Linked DNA regions of Mus musculus: all the other regions are linked to region 3. Evidence: chromatin contacts called from public HiChIP or PLAC-seq data. All regions are on one chromosome and are shown on one strand. Each heading gives the region's core, a stretch centred on a gene start, on an enhancer-like site or on the middle of the called end of the contact. The rest is flanking DNA. Distances are from core to core; before and after follow the strand shown. Region 1 overlaps Ppp1r12a (protein phosphatase 1, regulatory subunit 12A). Region 2 has its middle 45 kb from the start of Pawr. Region 3 overlaps Gm36283 (predicted gene, 36283).

Region 1 (2,700 bases), core at 166-2,665, 190 kb before region 3:
TGCAGGTTTAAGTGTTTCTGCCACTACTGAGCAGTGGTGTTTGTTTTCCATTATGACCCTGCCTGACCTCGTTGTTTCTTGCTATGAAATCAAATTAAAGGCTCCAGCAGTACAGAGCTAGATCATGTTCCCCGTTCTCTATCAGCTAGACACTCGGGCTTTCCATCTGAACGATGGAAAGCATCATCAGTTCTGTACCAGCTGCCTTCACTACTAGTTCCACCAAAGACTAAAAGAATTAGGTCTGCAAAAGCAATTCATTTAAAACAGCTGAGAAAAAACTGCAGCGAGGGGGAAGTAAATCAAGCCATGTTCTTGCTAGATCTGTGGCTTCGCTAACTTGTAGGTATATTGAACTGATGTTCAAGCAGCTTGTTCTGTTCCCTTGCTTTGACACGAGCTCCTACTTCCCAGTGTCTCATCACTGCGTCCTTGGTTGTTTCCAGCTGCTCTACCTGACTGAGCTGCTTTCCTGTGCTTGCGTCCCAGTAGTGAAGCCAGAGCCCGTGGGGAGAGTTACAGTGTTCAGTCTCCTTCCGCTTCTTAGTGTCTTTCAGATTGCATGACAGTCGTGGTTATGTGATTGGTACGTGTGGCTGGGTGGTAGAGGTGTGCAGTTTACATTGGAAATTTTTCTCTGTGTATAGGCCACATTTTACTTGAGTTTTCATTCTCTATGAGCTGCTGTTTGCAAAGCAGAGTCATTAATGAAAGGAGAAAATGAAAAGAAAGGTTAGTAAGGGAACCCCGTTTCTAACTATTAAAAGAGAAATTCCTTGGTTATTAAAAGAACCCTTTCTTATTTAACTGCTTCAAAAATGTAATTACAATTTAAAAGTTCAGGGTGGTATTTTATTTGTACGAGTTGGTAAATTTTAAGGAGTAATTGAGTTATTTGACCATAAGAGCATGATCTTGAGTCTGTAATATGATTTTAGATAAAAGTTGCATTAAGTTAGAAGAGTTTCTAAAATTTTTGAATTGTACAGAAATACAAAATTGAAATTAACATACTACGTTAAAATTTGGATCAGTTGTTTTATAACAGGATTTTTTTTTAACTCAATTTAATTCTTAGCTTTTAAGGCAGAAATGGGGAATTTTGTTACCACGGGGAATAAAAGTAGACTGACAAATGATCCTTTGAAGTAATTTTAAAACTGATCATTGCGGTTGCTGCATATGCACACACACAGTGCATGTACACCTGCACGTATCCATACATCTTTAGTCAAGTTTTAGAAGATAATCAAGTCAAAAGGCCTCAAATCCTAGAGTTACCACATCGGTCCACTTTGAACGTGGGAGTAGCCCACAAACAGAATTGTTTTGTTCGTGGTGGTGCTTCATTTGCCTTTATTATTGTAATTTGTGTGTGCAGTTGAGTGCAGGTGCGCTTGAGTGTAGGCCGCAGAGCCCTTAGACCTGGAGCTCTAGGCAGTCACCACTCTGCAGGAGCGGCCTGCTCTTAGCCGGCAGCAGTGCTTACGTTAGGCGGAAAGCCAAAGCAAATGATTTACATTAGCAAAATGAGCCGAGGCAGGGAATTGTGTTTCCCAGTAAAAGGGAGTGAAGTAGTCATACATGTCATTACACAGATGAGTCTCACAGCATGTGAGGTAAAAGAAACCTATCCCAAAGAGTTCTAGCAGAGAGTTGTTCAGTTTGATCCATGTAAAGTGTTTGATCAGCATATAGATAGATAGATACAAGGTGGCTTAAGTGGAATGGAAGATGGTACAAGAAGGATCCACTTATTCTTTTGAGGGTGGTGAAATTTTACTTCTAAATTGTAGCAAGGGAGTTGCAGCTGTTGATACTCTCAAAACAATGCACGCATTCTGGTCCTAAAGTATATGGAAGGCATACTCACATGCGTTTCTCATGTGTCCTTGGAGTCCTGTATAGTCTATCATTTTTAACTTCCATCAAACGTGATTCTTGGGGCTGGAGAGATACCTGAAGTCAGTGAAGTGCTTGCCTTGCTAGTCTTATGATCCAAGTTCAATTCCCAGAACTCATATAAAAGCTGAGTGTGGCAGCCTGTGCTTTTATTTCCAGAGCCGGGGCGCAGAGGCAAGTGGATCTGTTGGGTTCACTGGCCTAGCCTAGCTTACTTGGTGAGTTCCAGGCCTACGAGAGACCCTGTCTGTAAGATAGAGCACACTCATACACATGCATATATACCTACACAAACAGCAATGTGTGAGTGTACGCACACTTACCTAGATAGCTGTGTAATTAGTAAGAATTGTTGATGTCATTTTATGGTATATTGACTTTTTACTGTGGCTACTTCTCATTTCCTGTCTAGGGCCAAACAGCCTTTGATGTAGCAGATGAAGACATTTTGGGATATCTAGAAGAGTTGCAAAAAAAACAAACTCTGGTATGTTTAACTGCTAAAAATACTTATATTAATGAGTTCTCTATAGCTTTGAATTTCAAGCGTTTTCGGTGTTCTGGTAATGTTTCTTACTTCTTACCTTCGTAATCAAACACAATGACAGTGGGCTTGAATGCGGGCTGCTGCTGCTGGGCGCTCATAATATTGGTTGCCTATTTCTCTGTCTTGCTTTCTAAAAAACTGAGTATTTATAGCATGCTTTTCTAATTTCCTAAGACAACATGCTTAGTGGTGTTATAGTAAACTGAGTTTATAATAGCAGGCCCAAACAAATAAGGAACTTCATAACTAGG
Region 2 (2,700 bases), core at 128-2,627, 150 kb before region 3:
CAGGTTTTGCTTGCGTGATACGTGCTCTTACCCACTGACCCATTTTCTTAGCTGCTTGTGGGCATTTTTGTATCAGCTATGTTCAGATCATGTCTTATTCCTGCTCTGAAAAGCTGGATGATAACAGTGTGCTTCCAAGTGTGTATGACACAGTTCCAACCAAGATGATAGCACTGTCTGTCTGTGTGTGTGTGTGTGTGTGTGTGTGTGTGTGTGTGTGTGTGTGTGTGTGGTCACCATCTTCACCCAAGAGCTTAGCCCTTCTCCTAGCAGAAGCGCTTTCTCTTGAGCTCCTACCGAACTTGCCCAGACAATTGGAACCCAGATGTGGACTTTGTATTTCCATCAAATTCTTGGGTGGTGGGGATGCTGCTATTCCGGAGATCTTAGTTTAAAGTGTACTGTATGCTGATGTCACTTGTCTCTTCTCCAAAGGAATGGAGAGTCCCAAAGTAAAGTCAGTTACAAGGTGTAGATGCGCAGTGTTAATCGCCAGAAAAGATCTGTAATATAGATATTAAATGTTGACAGTCATTGGCAATAGTTTAAGCATCATGCATTCAATCCTATCACATCCTGTAGCCCCTGATAGTGTAAAGAACTGCTGCAGACAAATGCAAAGTCTTTTCCTTTGGGACAGATAGGCAGCTGGACAGCTGTCCCATACATTTGATGTCTCAAACGGTAGCCAGTCTTGTATCTCTGAGAGAAGGTTTTCTCTAAAAGAAATATCTTAGGACCCCCAATGTGGGAGGTAGTAACCTAAAATCAAGGCCATATGCAAATTAAGCATTGAGAAATGATTTATTTGTAATAACTCCCTTTCTTTCTGGTGAGATTCAGGCTTCCTGAATTGTGTAAAGAGCATCACACTGGGGAACAGCACACTGTAGATTCTCGTCTGCATCTAGAATATTCCTCTTCTCGGCCATGGTTTGTGACAGGATTCACTAGGATTGCTGAGCTTAGCCCATGGTTGAGGGTGGGGTTATGTTTCTGGAAAAACTCAACTGCCAGGAAAAGGACTCTGATCAGTGGCTTTGAGGGGTTTGTCTCCTCAAAAATTTAAAGAATGAGATCCACCGACAACAGAAAGGCAGTTTTTAATTTATAGATTCATAGCTGGGACCTTAAGAGAGAGATGACTATGTTCCTCCAGTATGGCAGGAGCTGGTCTCCAGGGATTGGGCGCCATTGATTGGGCTCTAGGCTAAGGGGTTCTGTCTTATGGCAGAAATTGGGGAGGAAGGTAAATTGATTATTCCTGTTATCTGGACCAGGAGCCTTTCAGTTTTGGTCACGCCTTCCAGACAAAGGGATGTGATAACGAGGAACTCTATTGTTGCGTACCTGGCCTCCAGCAAGGACATTCTCAGAACTGCTGCCTTGGGTCACTGCCCTACCCGAGAGATCAATCTTCCTTTCTCTTCAATGCCGGTTAGTGTAGATATTTATGCAAAATATTTAAATAGGTCCTATTAGCATATGAACCTGCTAGTTCTCTAAATGCCCACCGGAGACCTACAGTAGCGGCTTTATGTAGGAATTTGTCAGGAATCCACATTGTCAGGTCCAAAGACAAAGACAGCTTAACAGTCTTCAACAAGACTCCCAGAGGATCATATTGCAAGCTAAAATGTAAGACCTGCTGGCCTTAGGTTTCAAATCTATATCCTTAGAAATGGAACTAAGAATTAGGGAGGGGAAAAAATTGTCAATGGCTGTGATTCGGAAGGCGCAAAGGGCATCTCCAGCTGCTGAGGGTGGATCCGTTCCCTCATTTGCAAAACAATAGTGATCTAGACCTTGGTCTCTGGAATGTGGTTGGAGAAGTTCAAGGTCCTTCTTCATTAACTCACAGTGCAGCTAATCCCCTCAACTCCAGTGGGTTCCTATAGAAGGAACCAACCTTATGGAGTAAATAATAATATAGATTACATGGTAAAGTTAGTTATAGGTGAAGCTTCAGGGATAGGGGTGGCTGGGACACTCAGATTCATTCTGTCCTTGGTCAAAATCCCATCTGCTGACTGTCACCTCTGCCTTTCACCCCCTTCTCTGTTCAGTGACCTCATTCTCTCATTGCAGGTGGTCTTCCTCACTTCATATAGTTAATGAAAAAAAAAAAAAAAAATCAGCCCGGTGTGGTGGCGCACGCCTGTAGTCCCAGCACTTGAGAGGCAGAGGCAGGCTTTGTTTTGTTATCTCTTGGAACTGTGTACAGCTTGGTCAACACACTACTCTGAGCAAGAGTGGATTGAAGTTCTGTGCTTGGTAGTAGCAGAAAATCCAAATAAAACGATGAACTCCCAAAAGGAGGAGGCTATAGTCAGGAAAGGGAACAGGCAAAGAATGGCTAGTATGAGCATAGTTGAAAAGAAACCCAATCACTCTGATTTAACCCTTCAAGTGTGCTCACCATATTTGTTAAGACAGACTTAACAAGTTTAATCAGGAAGCTTTGAACATGTTAATGCTGAATTTATTAAACACCAAAACCCTTATGCTGAGTTCAATACAAACCCAAACTGGAGATTTTTTTAAATTTTATTTATTTATTTGTTTATTTATTTATTTCATATATGTGAGTACACTACTCTGTCACTGTCTTCAGACACACCAGAAAAGGACAGCTTATCCCACTACAGATGGCTGTGAGCCACCATGTGGTTGCTGGGAATTGAATAATTCTGGACCTCT
Region 3 (2,700 bases), core at 38-2,537:
GTGAATATTTCTGCGCTGTTTATAGAACTCTGATGTATGTATGTGATTAGGTGTTCTTATGTGTTTAAATTTTGTTTTTAAGCCAAAAGAAACAGCTCTGCTTAAAAAAGCAAAACCGGAGATTAAGATGAAATAGAAATGTTTTGAATTTTAAGGAAGATTCCTGTCATGGTGTAGCATAGCAAATATAAACCCTAGCCAAAAGAACACAAAGGGTTAAATTTTAGTGTGTGTGTGTGTGTGTGTGTGTGTGTGTATCCACATGCCTTAGTGTATCTGTGGAGGTCAGAGGACAACTCTGAGTCTATTCTCCAATGTCACCTTTAGGGCCCAAAAATTAAAGTGAGGTTGCCATGCCTGTGAGCCAACACCTCTAACCTCAGAGCCCTATTGCTGGCCCAAGAGCTTAAAATTTAAACCACCCCATACAATAATGATCATATAGAAGATTTGATTCATGGCTAAGGGACTGTCATCTCCTTTTCTTGCACCTCTACTTCGTAATACAAAAAATGGTCATGATAGTATCTCCCTCATATTTTATAATATTTATAATATAAATGAATGAATGAATTCAGGTACATCTGCTGTCTGTGTTTTCTAGAAGAATTGGTGTTTATACTCAAAAGATGTTCATTTTTCCTAAGTTATGACTTGGGTTGGTTGTTTCCAGTCTTGCTTGAATTTTTTTTTTTTTTTTTGCATTCCTTCTTTGGTGTATAATCTCATTCTGTGACCCCCATCGTGGATTCCAGTAGGTCACACATTCGTGACTCAGGGAAGTCAGTAAATGAAACTTGATTTAGAACGGAGTTCATAGGTTGTATGGCTCACACTGGAATGAGCTTAGATTCAGCTACTTTTCCTTGGTTTAATCCATGTGGGCAGAATAGAAACAGCAAAGACAAACAAAAGCCAGGGCTATTCTCGTAGAATGACAAGTATAGTTAGGGCCAAAACTTAAATTATTCTTTATTTCTCCAGTCATCTGAGTTAGTGTTTGTTTTTCTAAATTTCCCAAGCCAAGATCTCTAGGCTTTTAGATGCTCCCGAGACAAGACACAGTACTTAACATAGTTCATGTTTTCAAATCTTTTCCAGGGCCCTACATATGGGTAGCCTCAATTTTTCAGAAACATTATCAACCAGGGAAGAAAATGAACGTTCAAATGCTAACGTTGCGTTCACATGATGGAGTCCCAGTCTTGAGTTTTCACACGTTCGCAGGAATGCGGAGGACTGCAGGAACACCCAACACCGTGGGGTTCCTTTAAGCTGAGCTTTTCTTCCCTGCACTTAATTGCGTCACGTGATGTGAGGGTCGGCTGTAGACTTAACCGAGGTACACAGAGTCCAGGAAATCCCCTTTCCGAGTTGGCTGCAGATATTTGAGTGAGATGGGAAACTGGTCAAAGTTGCTGGGCAAAACGGAAGCCATCAGAGAGATCCTTCGCTTAAAGGTTATGGGACCCTAGTGACACTGTTCCTGAAGGGAATTTCCTCTGCTGGGCTCTTACAAAGGAGACAAAGTTCCCGAGGCTGTCAGTAACATCTGTTCCCGAAGGCAATTGAATTTCTTCTTCTGGAAGTCAGTGTTTTCTTCTCTGACTAGAGCAGTGGTCCCCAACCTTCTTGATGCTCGGACCCTTTAATACAGTTCCTCATGTTGTGGCGATCTCCCCAACCATAAAATTATTTTGTTGCTACATTGTAACTGTAATTTTGCTACTGTGATAAATTGTCAAGTAAAGATCTGATATGCAGGATATCTGATATGCAGCCCCCCCCCCCCCCCCCCGTGGGGTCCAGACCCTCAGGTTGAGAAGCACTGGGCTAGTAAGTGCAAACTTAGCCTTCATTTAAAAGAGAAACGTTTCTTCGCATCACTTTTAACTTAGTATATGTTAGCTAACAAATTAAAAGGCTGAATTAAGGTGCCAAAAGTGAAGTTATTATAACACAGAAATTTACCAATATTTGACAGAGAGTTTGGCTTGCAGACCTCTGTCTCCCACCCAGTTGCCCGAGATCACTGTAATCTCTGTTGGGTGAGTTTTCCAAGGTGACAAAATGACTTCATCAGGATCCTCATTGCATCAGCTTTAGTCACTCCAAAAGCAGCAGAGGTAGCCCGGAACTGGTATATATTCTCCAGGAGCAAATCCCATTAGCAGAGAGAGCTTGAAAAAGTGTTAAGTGGCTCTGATGGCTGACGCGACACTGAAGTAGTTTTAAGAAACTGTTTTGTGTAATGTCTACGTGTAAAGTGATTATAGGCACCCATGCAGATACTGGTTTGAAAGATTAAAGTCAGCAAACCAAAACCCTGAAAGTCCAAATAGTTACAAGTCTCGTCAAAAGTTGAAGTTGCCTAGGTGAAGGGAAATCTGACGTCATCGTGCTGTGGAATCGAGAAGTTACGATTTTGTTTGTTCAATCTCGATGATATCGGATAATCAGTTACTGTTTTGAAATCAAAGCTTTTAGAAGGAAAAAAAAATGTTACTTTGTCACCTTAGGCGTTACTGCTGTGAATTTAAAGAAAACGTTCGTGATAAGGGGAAGGTCTTGATAAAACAAGCCACATTCGAACCAGTGGCTTTCTATAACAAACACAGACCTATGCAGATGCCTGAAATAGATGCGTGGGTGTATGAAGTCAGATGCGATCCTGATGCTACTTTTAAAAGGATGGTAACT

The links. HiChIP or PLAC-seq counts read pairs in DNA pulled down with a chosen protein or histone mark.
Region 1: an H3K27ac HiChIP or PLAC-seq map of embryonic stem cells shows a contact between it and region 3, with 3 times the contacts expected there. The contact joins two enhancer-like sites. A contact is called at or near these places in 4 of 115 datasets of contacts at active chromatin or transcription factors (the NIH/3T3 cell line and embryonic stem cells).
Region 2: an H3K27ac HiChIP or PLAC-seq map of embryonic stem cells shows a contact between it and region 3, with 47 read pairs. The contact joins two enhancer-like sites. A contact is called at or near these places in 5 of 39 promoter capture datasets (the 3T3-L1 cell line, embryonic stem cells, hippocampal neurons and 1 more), 3 of 15 datasets of contacts at CTCF or cohesin (embryonic stem cells, hippocampal excitatory neurons and stem cell-derived epiblast-like cells), 127 of 484 Hi-C or Micro-C datasets (the AML12 cell line, the AtT-20 cell line, B cells and 65 more), 34 of 115 datasets of contacts at active chromatin or transcription factors (acute myeloid leukemia, bone marrow-derived macrophages, cardiomyocytes and 17 more) and 3 of 9 other capture datasets (adipose tissue, embryonic stem cells and liver).

The regions. Positions count from the first base shown.
Region 1 is chr10:108,237,791-108,240,490 of GRCm38.p6, forward strand. Ppp1r12a (protein phosphatase 1, regulatory subunit 12A) reads left to right here. Exons shown (of 25, transcript NM_001368736.1): 6 at 2,315-2,389. Among named protein-coding and RNA genes, the nearest start is that of Ppp1r12a, 77 kb to the left of the region's middle. Within about 2 kb of position 1,416, at least 9 of the 459 cell types and tissues checked have an H3K27ac peak or open chromatin away from gene starts, as enhancers often do. A contact at or near this core is called in embryonic stem cells, where this site is marked.
Region 2 is chr10:108,285,489-108,288,188 of GRCm38.p6, forward strand. No RefSeq gene overlaps it. Among named protein-coding and RNA genes, the nearest start is that of Pawr, 45 kb to the right of the region's middle. Within about 2 kb of position 1,378, at least 18 of the 459 cell types and tissues checked have an H3K27ac peak or open chromatin away from gene starts, as enhancers often do. A contact at or near this core is called in differentiating embryonic stem cells, embryonic stem cells, epiblasts and 4 more, where this site is marked.
Region 3 is chr10:108,432,829-108,435,528 of GRCm38.p6, forward strand. The region is part of intron 1 of Gm36283 (predicted gene, 36283); the gene reads left to right. Among named protein-coding and RNA genes, the nearest start is that of Gm36440, 11 kb to the right of the region's middle. Within about 2 kb of position 1,288, at least 64 of the 459 cell types and tissues checked have an H3K27ac peak or open chromatin away from gene starts, as enhancers often do. A contact at or near this core is called in differentiating embryonic stem cells, embryonic stem cells, epiblasts and 4 more, where this site is marked.